2 separate regions of the Triticum aestivum genome follow, and region 2 is linked to region 1. A link is a contact called in public Hi-C data. All regions are on one chromosome and are shown on one strand. The core of a region is the stretch at or near the end of the contact, and the rest is flanking DNA. Distances in the headings are between cores, read along the strand shown.

Evidence for each region. A called contact is a pair of places that touch in the nucleus more often than the background predicts.
Region 2: a contact with region 1 is called in a Hi-C map of leaf, with 7 times the contacts expected there. The contact joins the enhancer-like site here to the promoter of LOC123102839 in region 1. A contact is called at or near these places in 3 of 5 Hi-C or Micro-C datasets (all in leaf).

Annotation. Positions count from the first base shown.
Region 1 is chr5A:227,007,929-227,013,381 of IWGSC CS RefSeq v2.1, reverse strand. LOC123102839 (SWI/SNF complex subunit SWI3C homolog) reads left to right here and starts at 2,816. Exons shown (of 9, transcript XM_044524274.1): 1 at 2,816-3,117; 2 at 3,220-3,756; 3 at 3,858-4,423. The coding sequence starts at 3,090.
Region 2 is chr5A:227,175,641-227,181,093 of IWGSC CS RefSeq v2.1, reverse strand. It overlaps LOC123102840 (replication factor C subunit 2), which reads left to right. Exons shown (of 12, transcript XM_044524275.1): 10 at 333-458; 11 at 553-636; 12 at 1,079-1,424. The coding sequence ends at 1,177. Among protein-coding and RNA genes, the nearest start is that of LOC123102840, 12 kb to the left of the region's middle. Within about 2 kb of position 2,118, at least 7 of the 8 cell types and tissues checked have an H3K27ac peak or open chromatin away from gene starts, as enhancers often do. A contact at or near this core is called in leaf, where this site is marked.

The sequences.
Region 1 (5,453 bases), core at 1,567-4,066:
TGCATCATCCATCTCATCATCCCATGTGCAGTAATTCCTCCTCCTTGTAGTTACTTCTTTGGCCACGGTTCTACAAGGAAATAAAAATTGTACATAATAGAAAAAACAAATACAATATTAAGTTTGAGAAAAAACATGAAACATAATGTCATTCATTAGTTGCATGAAGATGATGCATATACAAAATACCACATGCTTCATCACATTAGCTGCAACTAGCTATACAAAAGAAGACCACCGCAGCTAGCTATACAAAAGAAGACCACCATAGCTAGCTATACCAAAGAAGACCACCGCAGCTAGCTATTCCAAAGAAGACCACTGCAGCTAGCTATACAAAAGAAGACCACCGCAGCTAGCTATACAAAAGAAGACCACCGCAGCTAGCTATACCAAAGAAGACCACCGCAGCTAGCTATGCAAAAGAAGACCACCCCAGCAGCTACATATCATACTCTCATCCTATTCCATCTCTTGTTCTCCTTGTGCCACAAGGTACTCAGAAAACATATCATCAGCTAGTTGTTGCCTAAAGTTGGACCATTCAGTAGTGACTTGCACACTTCTAATGAAGTTGTCATCATCTGGATCATCACTTGGCGCATTTGCTAATTCATTATCCACTTCAGGCAATAACAAATCATCCATGACATGATGTCTATCCCTTGCAAATTTGTGCAACACACAATAAGCACTAATAATTCGAATCTACAATGATATTTTAGTTCATAGTAAGCAATTGTCATCTCATATACTGATGTTATCTAACAACATATTTACTTTTTGTACCTGATCCTTTATGTCAAAGAAGGTTTGGGAACACAAGATAGCCCATTTTTTCTTGAACAAGCTAAATGTTCGCTCCACTACATTCCTAGCACGCGAATGGCGCAAGTTATATAACTCTTTAGCTGTTTGAGGCTGCTGTGCACTTGCAGCCCATTCTTTTAGATGATACCGAGTGGACCTGGATGGAGCTAGAAATCCTTCTCCATTGGTATAACCAGCATCAACTAAATAATATTTCCCTATATCAATAAGTTAGTTAACTAACAATCAAGTCAAAGAAACTACATGCCAAGAGTAAGAGTCGTACCCTTAGGCACAACAAAGCATCTTGGCGGTTCACCCTCATTGCATCACGCAAAACTCTCGAATCTGAAACTGAACCCTCCGAGCCATGTAACACATAAAGAAACTTCATGTTCCAATCAACAACACCTAGCATGTTAGTGGTAATGGCTTGCTTTCCGTTCCTATACCTTCCTTGGTCAGCCACATCAACAAGCACGTCAATATGACAACCATCTAGTGATCCAAGTGCATTACCAAACCACTTCCATTTGTAATCATCAGGAGCTTGAGAGGTAGAGGAAGGTAGCTTAATGAACTCCCCATGTAGAGAGAGTAGGGCGTTTAGGACAACAAAGAAGTGTGTGTTGATGGTCCATAAAGTACGCTTGTAGGTGCCACACAACATCCTCGTCTTAATACTATGACCAACTACAAGCAAAAACATTGCAACTTTCTCTTCCACGGTCACATATACACTATCACGAGGGCCACATCTCTCCCGTAACATGGTGCAAAGGTCATGAAAGTTTCGTTTAGTTAGGCGCAATTGATCATAGCATGCCATTGTAGATCCATCATACTCCCTCCGTCCCAAAATTCTTGTCTTAGATTTGTCTAAATACGGATGTATCAAGTCACGTTTTAGTATTAGATACATCCGTACCTAGACGAATATAAGACAAAAATTTTGGGACGGAGGGAGTACATGCATTTAAGCAAATGTTTCCTATTCCTAATCTTGTCCTCATCATCATTAAAAGTTCCTAGGTCCCCTATTCCGTTGTGTAGTAACAAAGGCTAATGCAAAAGCACATGTTTCAACAAACAATTTAGTCAGAACAATTCTTTTCCTCTCCCGTCTTTTATTTTCTTCATTTATCCACTCAACCAACTCCAATTGATCCGACATTGAGCTGCACAATTCGATTATCTAGGATTTAAACAATGCAGCAAGACATCACATGCACAAATGAATAGAAAACATAGGGGATTTCTGCCATATACCTTCACTTGGCTTGCAGATTGACGCACAGTTCATAGATCTGCACAATATATAAACAAAAAATTTAGTTAACATAGAAGAGAAAGGGAATGAACCAAGTTACATGTACAAGATTGGAGAAAGTAAATCCCGCTGTTGCCTGAGTGACTGTGTCGAGAGGGAGAAGGTAGAGCACGAGGCCGACTGGCGAGAGGGAGAAGGAAGAGCACCAGGCGGGTTGGCCATAGGAGACCTGCGCCTCCGCGACCGAAGCCCTGGTGGTGGCTGTCGTGGTCCTGGTGGTTGGGGACGTGGACAATGTGAGGAGGGAACGAGAAATAGATGGACTGGAGAACTGGCGCCTCCGCCGCCGCGGTCCTGCTGTGGCCGCCGCCGAGGCCCTCGTGGTGGCCCCCGAGATGCGGACGGGGATGGGAACGAGAGGAAGGAGCGTGGAAGGAGATGGGAAGAGGAGGAGGGAGTGGGGCCGAATCGGACCTCGGTGCGGCCGCGGAGATCCGTGGGACTTGCCGCCGAGATCTCTGGTGGTGGCGGCCGAGCTCCCTGGTGGTCGCCCCTGTTCCTCCCTTTTTTTTCTTTTTGCCCGAGGAAGGAGGGGATAAGGCAGCGAAGGGGTATGTTTTGCGGGAAAGGTCAATTCGGATTAAATTGGAGTGCAAGGGCTCAGTATTGTGGAACGAAGAGGTTTGATGGAAGAAAATACAATGCTGAATTTAGGTCTTATTTCCAAGCGACAATTCAGACTGCAGCCAAACAGCTGAATTGCAATTTGGAGAATACCAGTTCCATTTCAGGCATCTCAATTGGGCATCCAAACGCACTGCTAAGGTATTCGGATCTCAGAATTCAGAGGGAGAGCTGTAGGATGGAGTGAAAATTTCGGACAAGAGAGCTCAAATCTCCTCCTCACTCCTCTCGCACGTGCCTATCCGCCCCGCCGTGGCCCCCCTCACTCGCGGGCACACAGTCCAAGCTTCCACCACCGTTTCCGCCTCCGCCGGCGCCGGCGACGATGCCTCGCAAGGCCTCGTCCTCCTCAGGTACGCGTCCCAACCCCTTCGCACCTCGCAATTCTCCGGAACGAGCCCCTTCTCCCGCACTGACGCCGCCCTTCCCTCCCGAAAACCCTAATTCCCTCCCAGATGCGAAGCTCAAGTGGCGGAAGCGGAAGCGCTCACAGGACACCTCCCCATCGAAGCAGTCCGGCGGGGCCGACCACTCCGACGACTCTGACTCCGCAGCGGCGAACGACGAAGACGACGCGCTCCACGGCTCCGCCAACGGGGGCGAAACCCTAGGCGCCCGTGGCGGTGATGACGACACCGTGCCCGACCTCCGGGAGGCGGAGGTGCTCTCCTCAGCGGAGCCCGTCTCTGGCTTCCCCTCGGCTACCCGCCGCACTATCAGCCGGCTCCATCCCTCTGTGCTTGCAGTTATCGCCGCTGATCGTGCCTTGGCGGCTGGTGCCAGCTGTGCTTCGGCTCCGCCTGCACCCGCGCTGGAGAACATTTCGCACGGGCAGCTCCAGGTGCTAGCAGCCATGCTCCCTGACCACCCATCCCTGTCCAACGACCCTGACAAGCCGTCCTCCTATGTCTGCACCGTGCCTCCACTCATGGAATGCCAAGGCGTGCCCAAGCAGTTCTACAGCAAGTTACTCGTCGTCCCCAGACACGCAGGTTTGTTCTTGACGCCAATGATGCTTTCTAGCAAGCTAAAATTGTGGAGCAAATTGTTAATTCTCATTTGTTGGTCATGTGGGATGATTTGCAATTTGCAGATTGGTTCTCGCCGGCGACTGTACACAGGTTGGAGAGGCAGGTGGTGCCACATTTCTTCTCAGGGAAGTCCCCAGGGCATACACCAGAGAAGTACATAATGCTGAGGAATAAGGTGATTGTGAAGTATTTGGAGCGCCCGTCAAGGAGACTTGCATTTGCTGAGTGCCAGGGGCTTGTTACAAGCACGGCTGAATTGTATGACCTGAGTCGGATAGTCAGGTTCTTGGACACTTGGGGGATTATTAATTACCTCGCGGCTGGATCTGTGCACCGGGGCTTGAGGCTGGCATCATCTTTAATCAGGGAGGAGCAAACAGGGGAGCTGCAGCTGGCGTCTGCACCATTGAAGTCAATTGATGGTCTGATTTTGTTTGATCGGCCAAAATGCAGTGCCCGAGCAGAGGATATCGCTTCTGTGGCATCAACTTCGTCTGCTCTGGAGGTGCCAAATGGTGATACTGGCTTTGCAGACTTGGACGAAAAGATTTGGGAGAGGCTGTCTGAGAACTTCTGTAGTTATTGTTCACAACCTTTGCCCAGTTTGCACTATGAATCACAAAAGGAGGTGCGTACAATTATAACACTATGAATTTTTTTCCCGTTCTCCATATATGGGATTATTTATCCACGTTTTTAGAGAAAATCTTTCTCCACATCGTCAGAACTGTTGTTTATGCAATTCTCTTCACATTTTTAATTGATTGGGTTCTTTTGTAGAATGATTCCATATTATTAATTTTCTCACATTGAAAATTTAGTATTGGTTTACCACATGAGTATGCTTGAAGGGTACATTTCAACTCTTAAGCTCATTTGCAATTTTAAGTACCGAGGGCTCGATAGAATGGTTTGATTAAAAGAGTATCAGTGAGTATCACCGTGTTGCAAATTATCAATGTATACTTGCTTTGTAAAGTGACAATTATCATGTTAGTCATACAGGGCTGCACATAAGAATTTGAGGCCCTGGTGCTAAACACAATGTGTGCCCCTACATTTTGAAAATGCCAATAATCAAACAATTATTCTATTTTATTATATAATTGCAACATATGTTTTTCTTACAACAAAGAATTACATTGGACATTCATGGTAAAAGAATTACATTGGATATTTATGGCGGTCTTCAGTCACTAAACTTACCTGAACCTGTATAAAGCATCATCCAGCTAGTATCTCTTGAAATGAAATTTTCATAGTTCATCATTCTGAAAACATCATTTTGAAGTGCATATAACTGCAATATCATTATCATGATTAATTGGTCCTGAATCATTATCTGCACTTTGAGCCTCAACTGATAGGAGGGGAATTAGGAGTAGGGATGGATCCACTACCTCGGATGGTTCTATTGTTTTGCAGGAGAATCACTTAGTGCCTCTTTGATTTAATTGGTTTTCATGGAAATTTTGGAGGATCAGAATGGTTAGAAAATGTTCTCACGTGGCCTGTTTGATCTGTGGGATCTCTTTCTAAGGATTCCTTTGCACTACATTACCTTTCATTGGAAATTTTCCATCCACCAGCTAAAAGAATCCTTTGTTTTTCATGTGCTGCAATCAAACAGACATTATGGCAAACAAAATCCTGTAGGA
Region 2 (5,453 bases), core at 869-3,368, 170 kb before region 1:
TATCGATGCGGTGTCTTCCTCTGATGTGCCATCTCTTCATTATCCCCTTTGGCGACTCGACAGGTTTTGAAGACTCTTCATGCTACGACGACACTCTCAAGACGCGGATTTGGATTATGTTTTTTTTTAGTATTACACTTCTTCAAATGCAATGCTATTGCATACACTTTGCATTTGAGGGGGGGGGGGGGGGGGGGTAAGGAGTATTAGTATTGGTCTAGGAGTCCTTATTAGTCTACGTTTAGTTTCCTTACACCTCAAGTCATGTGTAATATATATATGCCCCTCGGGCCTTCAATAAAGATAAGTTGCTTTCCTAACACCTGCATCAGGCTATCCCTGAAGATATTGTCAAGTCATTGCTTGTAGCATGCAAATCTGGTGAATTTGATGTGGCAAACAAGGAAGTTAGCAATATTATTGCTGACGGATATCCAGTTTCCCAGCTGCTCTCGCAGGTCAGCTCTCTTCTCTTTGTATACATAGATGACATGATGTGTTACCTGTTGTTTTCATCTTACAATTACCACCGACTGAAGTGTTCACATTCAGTTTCTAGATGTGATTGTTAATGCGGATGATATTCCAGATGAGCACAAGGCAAGAATATGTAGAAAGCTTGGGGAAGCTGATAAGGTTTGTCTCATTCTTTATATGCTAGTTTCACGGGTTAGCCATCCAAAATTGTAGTACGAGAACAACCATTTTTTCATGAGTTGCATGTTGCCATAGAGAAATCTAAAACATAATTAAAAAAATAAAGCATTGGGAACATAAAACATAAAAAATAAATAAAGCATTGGGAACGAAAAACATAAAAAAATTAACGCATAGGGAAATTTGATGACAGGATTATAATGGAGGATTAAGATAAGTAATGTTCTGCTTCTCGGTTTCTGGGAAGCTTGACCTGAGTATTTCAGCAATATCGATCAAAGTTAGAACATGACTTTTTGTTTACAGTCGGAATAAGTCCACGATTTACATATGCTATATGACATAATGAATCTCTCAAAAGACTTGGTCCTTCTGTTCCATTCTTCTCATAGTCCTTTCATTTAACTTTTATGATTTGCAGTGCTTGGTCGATGGGGCAGATGAGTATTTACAGCTCTTAGATATGGCCAGTGAGACAATTCGTGCTCTATTTAACATCCCGCAAGGGCTGGTCTTCTAAGAGAAGATGATGGAGATGAACAGTGATACTGCTGCCGGCTGTCTGCAAACTCTGGCAAATATATCTTGTGTCTCCTTCCCAACTTAAGATCCTAGAGAGGCCTAACCTCATTCTCATCATACTCTTGTGCTATTTTTAGGTTGGTTTGTGATGTTTTAAGTCCGATGAACTCACTTTCTTTTTCAACCAATTGAATTGTGCCTGGATATGTCAATGATCACAAAGAACAGTTCTGACTTGTCATGCATTCCTCATACGTGCTTTCCTTTGCATAATATGATTCATAACACAATTTGTTCCCTTCCTCTTCCTTACCCAGACTGCTTGCTATTAGGGTCTTGTTTGGGAATCACATAAATATGAGAGTACCAGGCTGTGGCTGGATGCTTTTTTTAGGGACTCTGGTTGGATGCTTGGTGAGAAGAGTTATCCCCTTCAGATTTCAAAGAGTAAATTGCAATAAACCACCAATTTGAGAGCTAGGTTTAAAAAACACTACGTTACATTTTTTGACAGAAACAAACATGTCTATGTTTTTTTTTTTGCAAATAACACTGATTGATGGATTATAACGCTTTAAGCCTGTTTATGACAGACGGGTTCCGGTTGTCAAGAGGTGTCTTGGCAAAAAAAAGGCCACCTGGGCACTTTGACTAGTCAAAATGCCCTTCCATGCCCACCCACGCCGTCGCCCTCTATTTCGCCCCGCCGGCAACCAGCCATGAGCCCAACCGCGATCCGGATCAAGCCGCCGCTGCGCCGGCAACACGCGCGCGGAGGGAGGGGGGCGGACTGGCAAACATACGACATGTAATCAAGGCTAACGTACGACATGTAACCAAGGCTGGACGCTAGCAAGCTCTGCTACGGCATCGGCTGCTGCTAGGCGCGTGTCGTCGTCAACCGCGAGCTGGTCGCGGGAGTAAAGCAGCTCGTCCCCATCACGTCCTACGACGTGCAGTGTTAGGGACCCATTGGGCTTGCCCGTGGGTGGTACGTGGGCCAAGCCCACCAGGGTGCCGACTATAAATACAGGGGAAGCAGGCCACGAGGAGGTATTCGCGTAGGATCAGGCACGACACGGCGGCTCCTCCTCCCCTACCTTCTCCTACCTACTGTTCCTCCCTCGTCCTCCTCCATCCTCCCTCAATTCACTGGTATCAGACATTGGTTCCCCTGTAATGAAGTGTTGCTAGTGGATTGTGAACTGGGTACCTAACATCTGGTATTCAGAGCCAGCCCACCATCCTTCCGTCCCAATTTTTTTCCACCAGTCATCGCCTTCTTCATGTTCGACAAAATGACTAGCCACCAAATGTCCTCAGATTAGGTTCTCAGCATGGTCGTGGAGCAAGCGATTTACCCTATCACTGCTGATGTATTGTATTCCCTCTTCGCTCCCTTTGGTGTAGAGCAGTTGGTGGTGTATCCCCAAACAAAATCAGAGGATGGAGAGCCTTGTGTAGCGGCGGATGTCCGATTCACTTCGGCGCACATGTTCGCATACTGGGATGGCCGTTGCATCTACTACCGGTGTTGTCGCCTGTAGATGTGGTGCGCTACACTCGACGTGTTGCCGGCCCCAGCATCTACTTCACCCACCGTTGATACCGCCGTCGACCTCACCAACTCCACCACGGCCATCTCTGGTCATGACGGCATGTCCGTCGGGGCCATCGACATCCCTGCGGCGGCCAGCACCAGCACGCCGCCTCACGGCCACGATACATCCCCCAAGTCTTCCCTTGACAGCGATCGCCGCGTCCCAGTCACGGGCACAGACGAGTACATATTGGTGGCGGCAATTCCAGAAGTTGTCACCGAGCTCGCCATCTTCCCCGTCGTCCCCTCCACCACCAAGGCCCAGGAGGTCCTCGAGGTCATCCATGATGTGCCCTCTGCTTGCATCTCGATGGCGCACATCACCTGTTCGACGGATTGCTCGGACCAAGTTGTCGCCATCAACAGCGTCAACAAGGCCACCACGGTCTGCCCTGACCTCGCCATCGACCTCAACGCCACCACTGTTGTCTTCCTCGAGCTCGCCGTCATCCGAAATGACAAGGAAGTTGAGCAGTTTCCTTCGCACACGGTCATTGAGGAGGACGCCGCTCCTGGGGTGATCCTCACCGATGTTTTCACCCGGTGAGTCTCTACGGTGACGACAGCGTGTACGACGACGCCAACAAAATTGTTGCACCTGCGGCGCCCGTACTACTGACTGCGGAGTACCCGCGCTCCTGCCTTCCCGACACACCTAAGCTCTCGCTGATGGCAATGGTGTTTCGACAAGTCTGGTGGCAGTGGATGAGGCTACGGCCGACGCCGTGGCCATCGTTTTGGAGGGATCTTGCTGATGGGAATGAGGCTGGTGGCGATCAGATGCATCGCTATCTGGTACAGCAACTGGAAAGCGTGGAAATTATTATCAATTTCAGAACTATGAAACTGCAGATGCCTAGTACTGAAGCTTCAGAAACTTGTGAGTGTCAGCATCTTATATCAACCAAGGTTTATCATGAATTGCGGGATTGCTTTGAGGTTGGTTCTGGTACAAGATATCCGAAATCAGATGAAGTTTGTGCTTCTGTTATTAGCATCTTCGAGTGGGGATCTTTTCAGAAATGGGTGTTGGGGCTCTATTTCAATAAGATTGGTGATGCTCAATGCAAGTGTTTACTTTTTCCTCTCGTCTCTGCCATATGTATATGGGAGTTCGACATGGGCATGTACCAGATGGGCATGTTTTGGGATCCCGGAGGACCGGCGGTGTTCCTGTTACTGGAATTGACTCGACAAGCGCACCTGTGGGAAGAGTTCCTTGCTATGGGCGCAACTATGCCATTTTCTGTTGTTGCTCTTATGTGCAAGTCTCAACTACAACAGCCAACAAGATGCTTGCCAGGCCGTTCTATCCTGGTGATTGGACTTTATGTAACACACAACTTCTACATGGCATCAACTAGTGCACAAGTAGATCCTCAAGAAGGGAGGGATGTCAAAGACGGCACTGCCTTCCTCTACCAAGATCCCCATGGCAGCGACTACTACCTCAACCACGACCACTCCTTTGAGCTAGTTCAAATCCACCTAAACTATGGCTACGACCACGACAACTACCATGGCGACCACAACATGATCAAGAACCTCCAAGCACCCTGGGATCCTGGCGAGCTCCTCATGACAGCGGCTTGGGGGCAAGCCGCATTTCAAGAAAGGAGGGATGTTAGGGACCCATTGGGCTTGCCCGTGGGTGGTACGTGGGCCAAGCCCACCAGGGTGCCGACTACAAATACAGGGAAGCAGGCCACGAGGAGGTATCCGCGTAGGATCAGGCATGGCACGACGGCTCCTCCTCCCCTACCTTCTCCTACCTACTGTTCCTCCCTCTTCCTCCTCCATCCTCCCTCAATTCACTGTTATCAGACATTGGTTCCCCTGTAATGGAGTGTTGCTAGCGGATTGTGAACTGGGTACCTAACATGCAGGTTGAGTACTTCGGGGGTAATCGCAGCCATGACAGCGAGCAATAGCCGCCATGTGTGTTCGTCGCCAAGGACGAGTGGTTCTCGCCATCGAGCGGCTCGTACCAATTGTCGTCGGGACAGCAGACCACCGACGCGAAGTTCCGCGGCGAGGATGACACCTCTGGCACCTGCGCCGTGCTTGACCCCGCACTCGTGCACCATGAGATCGCGCCGCACGTCGGCCGCCGCCGCACGGCGCAATAGGGAGATATCCTAGACGCGCAACCATGCTCTACGTCCCTACCCCAGGTCGCAGTCGCCAAACGCGCCGCCTTCTCTACACCGCCGGTCGCCATCACCAGATGCGTCACCGCGTGCAGTCTCCTCTGACCGCCCCTGGTGAACGGAAGACCTCCACAAGTCCCGCCGTGATTTTTTTTCGAGAGAGAGTAGAAGGAGTGGACCAGTCAAAGAGAGACAGCGGTGTGTCCACATAGCAATCTTGACTAGTCAAAGTGCCCAGGTGGTGCTTTTTGCCAAGTCACCTTCTGACGACCGGGTCCTGTCTGTCATAAACATGCTTAAAGCGCTCTAACCCGTCGATCAATGTTATTTGCAGAAAAAATACCGTATACATGGTGGTTTCTGTCAAAGAAATGTAATATAGTGTTTTCTGATAACCTAGCCCTCAAAGTGGTGGTTTCTTGCATTTTACTCGATTTCAAATCATGTCGTTTAACAAGGCAAAAATATTCTTCTATTGTAGGCGACAACATTCGTTTATAGCAAGACTTCCCAAGAAAGGGCAT